2 separate regions of the Pan troglodytes genome follow, and region 2 is linked to region 1. A link is a contact called in public Hi-C data. All regions are on one chromosome and are shown on one strand. The core of a region is the stretch at or near the end of the contact, and the rest is flanking DNA. Distances in the headings are between cores, read along the strand shown.

The links. A called contact is a pair of places that touch in the nucleus more often than the background predicts.
Region 2: a contact with region 1 is called in a Hi-C map of stem cell-derived neural progenitor cells, with 4 times the contacts expected there. The contact joins the enhancer-like site here to the promoter of WDR43 in region 1. A contact is called at or near these places in 1 of 7 Hi-C or Micro-C datasets (stem cell-derived neural progenitor cells) and 1 of 1 datasets of contacts at active chromatin or transcription factors (stem cell-derived excitatory neurons).

What each region holds. Positions count from the first base shown.
Region 1 is chr12:93,951,677-93,956,288 of NHGRI_mPanTro3-v2.0_pri, forward strand. WDR43 (WD repeat domain 43) reads right to left here and starts at 2,008. Exons shown (of 18, transcript XM_515377.8): 1 at 1,654-2,008. The coding sequence starts at 1,878.
Region 2 is chr12:94,281,355-94,285,966 of NHGRI_mPanTro3-v2.0_pri, forward strand. PLB1 (phospholipase B1) reads right to left here. Exons shown (of 60, transcript XM_515372.8): 21 at 3,117-3,190; 22 at 1,606-1,649. Among named protein-coding and RNA genes, the nearest start is that of PLB1, 96 kb to the right of the region's middle. Within about 2 kb of position 1,882, at least 13 of the 24 cell types and tissues checked have an H3K27ac peak or open chromatin away from gene starts, as enhancers often do. A contact at or near this core is called in stem cell-derived neural progenitor cells, where this site is marked.

The DNA.
Region 1 (4,612 bases), core at 758-3,257:
TCCTGGTTCCATTTTTTACTTTATTCAAGTTGCTTAGTTTCCCAGAGTTTCTGTTTCTTTCCCCCAAACAAGGCAGAAAGTTCCTTATCAACACTTCAGGACTAACCACACAAATATCAGATATTAGTAATACTTAACACTTAAAGCACTTACCTGTCAAGAACTATTCTAAGTGTTCTCTGCATTATTAAATATATTAATCTTCACAACCACTCTATGAAGAAAGTATTATTATCCTCATTTCATAAATGAGGAACCAGAGGGGCAATTACCACTATGAAGCAGAGGCTAGAATCAAATATAGACAATATAGCCAGCTTGGGTCCACGCACCTACCTAACCACTGCTCCGTATTTCTCTCAGCATTAGTATTACTATCACTTTACAGGACTGTTAAAATACAACCATAGAAAACTTTGAAAATAAAAGATAAGCAGAGCGCTGTAATTTTAACAATAAAAACTGATTTTTTTTTTTTAGTTTTATGTTTGACTTATAAGCCCTGATAGGTTTATTTTATGAATCAACAGGATAAACTATGAAAATGTAGCTTAAAATTTGAAAAATATCTAAACATGCCCAAAGTATAGCAACTTATATGTATCCCTTCACCCAACCCAAAAATTTAGCAGGTTTCCCAGGTCGTCAGAGAGAGTAAGATCTATCCTAAATAGCTTTTACAGTTCTCCACACTGAAACAGCTCACATCACACACCTCAGGATACCTGATGTTTCCAAATCACTTTGCAGTGATTCGGTTTGGCTACTCTATAAATGCAATAACCACGTGCATGCTGAGTTAGAGAGATGTAGCTGAGTGACTCAACAGTGAAAGGCATTTACCTGACACGGGTCCCTAACAATGAAAAGCTCTGCCTAACTCGGCAGTTTTCCATCTAAGGGTAACTTCATCTGCACTCATAAAACATTCACTAAATCAAGCTACTACTTCACTTAACCTCCACATCCTAATGCAGACTTCAGATTGGGGTGGGTGGGGAGTAGTGTGATGGGCTTGAAAGCGGGGCGGGAGGGGCGAGCAGATGTTAAAATCAAAAAGCAGTGAGTTCAAAAAGCTGAGAATGTAGAGGTGCCTGGGAAAGGCAAAAGTCAAGAGTTGAGAGTCCCACAACCTGGACCGGGACGAGAACACGTGGTGAGCCGGCACCCAAAGGGGGGGCAGGAGGGGGAAGGTCCGGAAGCAAGTACAGACTAGTCCATACCAACTGCCCAGGGCAAAATTGATGAGCCAGATCACAGACAGAGGAAAGTTAGATAGTCCCAAGATGGGGCTCTGTCAAAAACCAGAACTCTGATGAGCCAAGGCCCGGCAGAAGGAAGCCGCCCCAGGGGGACCAGGGGACTTGGCGAACATGGCTGCCCGTCAACAGTGGGGCCCAGGCCTCATGGGGCCAGCCGGCAGGGCTCGGATACGAGGCCGGCCGGGTCGAGCTGCGCCCTCCCTCACTGCCCTCGCGGCAGGCCGCACGCGGGGCTGGCGGCTTGGGCCCTGAACGCGCCGACGCCGCCTCCAAGCCTTCTGGCCCGGGCCGCTGAGAGCCACGCGCGATGCCGGGCCAAGCGCCACCCGGCCCGGAGGCCCGAAGCCGAGCCTGGGAAGGCGCCCGCCCCGCGCAGTCCCGCTCGCTTTACCTTGGCCTGCAGCCGCGCTGGCGCCCAGGCCAGACAGGTGCAGGTACCACTGAGGTGCGCGGAAGGCACGTACTCCTGGTGCAACCGGTTGTTGGCCGTCTCCCATACTCGTAAGTGACCGTCGGTAGAGGCCAAAGCGAAGTAGGCCTGGCTGTGCGGGGAGAAGGCGCAAGGGACCCCAGCCGGGGCCAGGGGGTCGCAGCTACCGCCGCCGCCCGCCGCCATTGCTGCTCTGGCCCCGCTGCAGCCACGTGTTCGTCCGTGCGCAGGCGCACCGGCGCGGGGCGGAGCCTGGAGGAGGAAGTGAGGCGGAGGGAGCGCCGGGGGCTCAGGGGGTGGATCTTCGCGTCGCGGAGAGCTTCTGGCGGATCCGCCCTGTGGACGGTGGCCCGCTAGGGCCTGTCGCTATCTTGTTCTGGGCGGGAGTGGGAGTATGGGAGAAAGTAATTGTAGAATCAAGATCAAGTCCTGTTCCTTTAAAAAAAAAAAAAAAAAAAAAAAGGGTGGGGGCCGGGCGCGGTGGCTCACGCCTGTAATCACAGCACTTTGGGAGGCCGAAGTGGGCGGATCCCCTGAGGTCGGAGTTCGAGACCAGCCTGACCAACATGTAGAAACCCCCGTCTCTACTAAAAATAAAAAAATTAGCCGTGGGCTGGGCGCGGTGGCTCACGCCTGTAATCCTAGCACTTTGGGAGGCCGAGGCGGGTGGATCACAAGGTCAGGAGTTCAAGACCAGCCTGGCCAAGATGATGAAACCTCGTCTCTACTAAAAATACAAAAAAATTAGCCGGGCTTGGTGGTTGGCACCTGTATGTAATCCCAGCCACTCGGGAGGCTGAGGCAGAGAATTGGTTGAACCCGGGAGGCGGAGATTGCAGTGAGCCGAGATCGCGCCCCTGCACTCCAGCCTGGGCGACAGAGCGAGACTCGTCTCAAAAAAAAAAAAAAAAAATAGCCAGGCGTGTGGCGCACGCCTGTAATCCCAGCTACTCGAGAGGCTGAGGCAGGAGAATCGCTTGAACTCGGGAGATGGAGGTTGCTGTGAGCCGAGATCGCGCCATTACACTCCAGCTCTGGGCAGCAAGAGCGAAACTCCGTCTTAAAAAAATAAATAATAAATAAATAACAATTTTTTAAAACTTTAAAGAAAATGATAAGGTAGAACGAAAGGTTTGAAGGAAATCTTCAGCCGAGCGCGGTGGCTTACACCTATAATCCCACTTTGGGAGGACGAGGCGGGCAGATCGCCCGAGGTCAGAGTTCGAGACCAAGCTAGGCAAAATGGCGAAACCTTGTCTCTACTAAAAATACAAAAATTAGCCGGGTGTGGTGGTGTGTGCCTGTAGTCCCAGCTACTCGGGAGACTGAGGCAGGAGAATCCTTGAACCCGGGAGGTGGAGGTTGCAGTGAGCCGAAATCGCCACGCCACTGCACTCCAGTCTAGGTGACAGAGCGAGACTGTCTCAAAAAAAAAGAGAGAGAAAAGAAGTCTTCACTTTAAAATTGATAATGATTGTAACAACTGCTTCCGTTTCCCCCTGTTCAATTCCAGGCTGTAATCATTTACAACATAACAATGTATTCAGTTATAATAATGTAAAAGTAATGATCGGAACGGCTATTCCCTCCTGTTTCTCCAGATTTATCTCATGTTGCTACATCAAATAGACATTTTTAGGCACACGCCCATAGTCTGGAGGCTGAGGGAGGAGGATGGCTTGAGCACACGAGGTCGAGGCTACAGTGAGCTATGACTGCTCCATTGCACCCTACCCTGGGTGACATAGTGAGATCCTGTATCCAAAAAATAAAGGGTAGATTTTTATATTTCTCCTAAATATTCACCAAATCAATGCATTCTAATTCAAGGAATGCTAGGTACTGTTCAGCCCACACAGAGCTTATTGCCTGCCAGGAAAGATAAAAACCACTCTCATGGCCCTGGGAAGGCTCAAGCTTTTACAGCTACGGAGCAGCATGGTAAGATGTGCATTTTATTGTTTTCTTGTTTGTTTTTGTGTTTTGAGACAGAGTCTCACTCTGCCCAGACTGGAGTGCAGTGGCACAATCTCAGCTCACTGCAACCTCCACCTTCCGGTTCAAGTGATTCTCCTGCCTCAGCCTCCCGAGTAGCTGGGATTACAGGCGTGTGCCACCACGCCTGGCTAGTTTTTGTATTTTTATTAGAGATGGGGTTTCACCATGTTGGCCAGGCTTGTCTGGAACTCCTGACCTTAAGTAATCTGCCCGCCTCAGCTTCCCAAAGTTCTGGGATTATAGGCGTGAACCACTGTGCCTGACCAATATTTGCATTTTAGAAAGATTACATGGAGACAGTGTAATGAATGTATTAGAAGGAAGCTAGGTTGGAGGCTCAAAACCCCAGGTGGAGATGATGGTGAGTGGCTTGGAGAAATAGCGATGCAAGGAAGTTTCAAGAGATGTTTATTATGTACAATGAGCCGGATTTCAAGAGGCCAAGGGAGAGATAGAGAAACGGCCAAGGATTACTCATTGAGCTTTTACAGGGAGAGACTGGTTGGTGACCCAATTCACTTAGGATAGTGAATCCTGGAAGATTTTTGTGCAAGAAGACGATAGTGTCTTTAGTCTGGGAATGCTAAATTTGAGACATCTAATTTGGCACTTGGATTCATTCAGTTACTCAAACAAACTGAATGCCTGCTATGTGCCAGGCACTGTTTTAGGGTACCAGGAATCTACCAGTGATCATGAGAGACAAGATTCCTGCTTTCATGAAGCTGACATTCTAATCAGGGAAGCACAAAATAAACAAACAAAGAAAACTCTATTTCAGCTAGTGCAAGCTGCTATAAAGAGAAATAAAGCCGGAGGAGGGAAAAGAGTTTAAGTATTGAAAGGAATTATGGACAGCCTCACTCAGACCATGCAATATCAGAAGGAAGAGCAGTCAATGTAGGGAGAATAGCAAGCGCAA
Region 2 (4,612 bases), core at 632-3,131, 330 kb after region 1:
TCCATTTCTGGGCTAAGTGTGTCAGGGGAGTCATCCACCTGTGGGGTAACATTGTCTCAATCCTTTGTAAATTACTTTGGTGAAAGAGGTGAAGCCAAATATTATCCAATTATCTTGTCCATAATACGAGCATGGGAAGTAAAGAGCCCAGAAAGCTATTGCATACATTGGGCCATCCCACAGCCAAGTTCATCACACTCACAAAAGCACCCTGAACCATCTCCTAGCAATAGAGGAACTGATTTATAGCTCATGTGTGTAGACCTAGATATAAAGAAGGCAGGGAGTGCTTGTGGCACAGAACCCTGTCTACCTAAATTCGACAGGATTTACAAATAACCAAAACAGATAACGTGAAGTCTGCTCAGCTCTGCTCTGCCTATGTGGAGATTAAGCTATGATGTCCCCCTCATCCAAATCTTGGTGGCTTCAAGTTGTTAGCTTCTAAATATATATTACAAAGGGCTATGTACCAGGAAAGTAAATGAAAATGGGACCAGTTAAATTCCTCCCAGGCAAAATTATCAGCCAGAAGATTCCAGGGGAAGAATTCAATTTAAACATGTATCGCTCGCATACTTTAAAAACAAGCAGGGAGATGTGTATGCACTGGCGAGAATTTTAAAAAGATAAGATCAGACCCTTCAAGGAATATAATCAGACTTTAAAAAATCATTCCGCCTGTAATCCTAGCACTTTGGGAGGCCAAGGCGGGCAGATCACAAAGTCAGGAAATCAAGACCATCCTGGCCAACATGGTGAAACCCTGTCTCTATCAAAAATACAAAAATTAGCTGGGTGTGGTGGCGGGGGCCTGTAGTCCCAGCTACTCGGGAGGCTGAGGCAGGAGAATCGCTTGAACCAGGGAGGCGGAGGTTGCAATGAGCTGAGATGGCGCCACCCTGCACTCCAGCCTGGCAACAGAGCGAGACTCCATCTCAAAAAAAAAAAAAAAAAAAAAAAAAAAAAAAAGAGAAAGAAATCATTCCGAGCAGGTTGGTGGAAAGTAAATTAAGGAAAGTGTTGAGTCCCAAAATGGCTGTGTCTGCACAACATGCACAAGATAACTTCATCTCCTCCTGCGGCAATAGCAGCGGTTCCTACAGCAACCCCGCAATTCAATATCTGTGCGCAGCTGTGTCTGCGCCCCAGGTGCCTGGATCGATGCCTCTCGCGGGGGTGATCTGCTGGGAAAGGCAGGCGCCGCACAACCGGGTTTCTTTTTCTTTTTTCTTGAATCACTTTTCTTTATTCTCTCTGATCTCACGCCAGATTATTGAATCACTTTTTAATGACTTGCACTAAGATGTGATCTTTTTCCCCGCTTTACTTTCTTCCTCCCTTGGTCAAAGACAATTTCTTTTCGACACCTCCCCGCCCCTGGCCGCCCCCAAGCCCCGAACCCCGCTCCACCCCCAACTCTAAGGCTTTCGTCACTGTCGGAAGCGGAGCTGGGCGGCAGCCTCGGGAGGCAGCGCCCCCTGGTGAATTTAGCGGGCTCCTGCAGCCGGGGCTCCTCCCGAGGCCCGCGCCACCTGCAGGGGGAGAGGGAAGCGTGCAGGGGCCGCCCCAAACCAAACATCCCGGCCGCCGCCGCGTACTCACTCGCCAGGGTGGTAACGGTGCCGATGTTCTCATCTCCGCCGACGCTGTAACGTGGGTCCAAGAAAGAAAATGAAGGGTTAAAATGCAGCCACGCCGAGACCCTTCAGACACTAGACAGAAACGCCCGTCTCCCGAGAAACAGCCCAGGGGCCTGGAGCTTGCCCTTTCCCTATCACTTCAGTAGAAAAACGGAAAAAGCAAACCAGAATACGACTCCCCTCCCCATAGGCCAGCACATCCAAACAAAACGCCAGCTTTAAACCGGCGGCTGATTTTCGCTGATGTTGGGGCAGGGGAGGTAGGTTGGTTCCTTGCACCCCTGCTTTCAAAGGGGAAGTAGTCCCTCGTCTGCCAGCCCCTTTCCAACTAGCCACTGCAGCGTGCATTAATATTATTGGTGTAAACGTAGTTTTTAAAAAGTTGGCCCTATTTTTTCTCTTTTCTCTTCCTGCTTGGCTTGGAAAAGCCGTTTTTAAAAGGTGTCTTCTAGAGAGTCAGCCATCTTCCAAGCCAATAATAAAATTCCAAGGTGATCAAAGTTAGAAGGGTTTCTAGGCATGCAAATATGCAGCATTCCAGAGTGGATTGGATTCCCTGCTTTTCCACACCCCCCACCCCATTCTGTGCCAAGGGTGTCTAGGAGCATCTAAAAGGTTCCCCCAAATGTTTGGGTTTAACTGTGCTGCAACGTGAGGAAGGATGCCAGAGACTCGGCACTCAGGTTAAAGCAGGTGTCAGATAGAGATGCCAGATTCCAGGTGAGGAAACACCAAACCTGCCCGGGCTTGCAGCAGAGGTTTGATCACATACAGAGCAGAAATAAGCCTGCCCAAAGTGATACAGGATAAGGGAATGCACTGATGGGGGCCAGGAAGCATCTGCTCTGCTTCCTGATCTTTTTACCTTCTGGCTCTGTGATCTTGGTCAGGTTACTTGCCCTCTCTGAGCCTTGTTTCCTCATCTGCAAAATAAAGGCCCTATAATAACAATGCCAACTACCAGATACTTGGTGTCAAGCACTGTGCTGGACACTTAAATTCTTTCTAGCCCTCAGACAGTGCTCAGGTAGTAGCATTATTTCTGCATCAGAGATGAGGAGAGAAGCTCAGAGAGGTTAGGGAACTTGCCCAAGGTTACATCCAACTGGGCAGCTAGGGCTCAGCTACAACTCTGGTTCCAAAGGCAATGATCTGTGCATCACTCAGGCCACTGCCTCCTTCTGAGATTATATCACAGAGGGAGAAATGGAAGCCAGAGAAGCATTTCCAGCCCAAACATTTATGTAGTTTCTCTCCTAGACTCCTGGCTCAAGGCTCAGCTACTGTTTTGGGCAATGTAGTGGTTTGAGGAGGCTGGTGAATACCTTTTTCAAATTAAACCTAGAAGTTGGTCATAGAAAAGAACAAAACGGCCCACCCTTCTGCTTAAGGCGTTGTTTTCTAGAACGCTCAGGGGGTTTCCCTTGCTCTGCAATGAAGGGGCCTTTGGGGCCTTGCCACACCCTCACTCACCTCCAGGATAGGCCTCGGTACTGAGTCAAGACGTCCAAGACGTTCCCAGGTGTGGACCCGGCCCCATTGCCTGCCTGAGAGGGAAGAATGAGGGGGTGAGTTTCTCTGCTTTCCCCAGTGGCCCACCTCTGCCTACCTGCCAAAAGGTCTATGTTCTTATGCTGGCCAGGACCACCTGGGCACTCTCTGGGATCTAGGGTCTAGATGGCACCATGTCTCCATATGTATCCTGCCTTTTCAGAGATGACTGAGAGTGCCCACTGGGAATGCCTGGTGCTACTCACAGCTCTGCTTCATTCTAAGAAACCCTGCCTAGGCCAAGACCAAGTAAAACTTGTCCAGCAAAAGTGCTCTTGTAATTAGACTGTACCTTTTCAAAAGGATACATTTCAGGGTCCTGTTTTTCTCATTTTTTTAAAGTTGTGAAGTATATCATAAAAGGAAATACATCATTATCCTTTTATACCAATATATCTCACCTATGCACAGTTTAAAATGTAGTAATAAAATGAAATCCCACGTAGCCATCATCAGCTGAAGAAAGCACAATGTGGACACTCTCCAGGTGCGTGTCCCTTGCCTAAAGCACTTTGTTTCTGAGCATTTTGAAGGGCATGCTGAGACTGGCCTCCCAGGCAGTTGGGGGTGAAGGCTGGCCTCCATGAGAGGCCCCCCAGGTGTGATCCCTGCTCTCTGGTGCCCAGTTCCTTTGCTACCTGCCAGGCAGGTTCACACCCAAAGTGCTGCCTCCCTAGGAACCCCTGAGCAGCTGTGCCGAGATGTGATGACCCCTTGTCCTGAGAGTATCTTCAAGGAGACCAGGGAATTGGGAGCAGGTGATGTCAGGCCCCGCCGGGCAGGAAGAGGTTGTGATAAGCAGTGTATGAAGCTGCTAAGGCCCAGCCTGCCAGTCCTTCCTGGGAGGTTATGAGCAGTCAGGCCTTTGGGGTAAAGAGTGGCTGAGCGGCCACGGAGGAGGCTGCCACAGCATAGGGATAGGGCCCTGGACTTAGGGTCAGGATCCCTGATTTGTGATCCTGGCTCGAGCACTTACAAGCTGTGTGACCTTAGGCACTTCACCTTGCCCAGCTTCATTCACCTTCTTATTGATTTAGAGACAGGGCCTTGCTCTGTTGTCCAGCCTGGAGTGCAGTTGCACCATTGTGGCTCATTGCAGCCTCGAAATCCTGAGCTCAAGTGATCTTCCAGCCCCAGCCTTTCAAGTAGCTGGGACTATAGGCATGTGTCACCATGCTTAATTTTTTTCTTTTTTTTTTTTTTTTTTGTAGAGATTGGGTCTTGCTTCGTTGCCCAGGCTCACCTTGACCCCCTGGCCTCAAGTGATCCTCCCACCCTGGCCTCCTAAAGTGCTGAGATTATAGATGTGAGCCACTGGGCCCAGCCTTTATTGGTTGAATCTAAAGAAAGTCATACCTCACAGGATTTTGTCATGAAGATACATCCCACTGAGTGGATGATATCATTGTGATAGACCA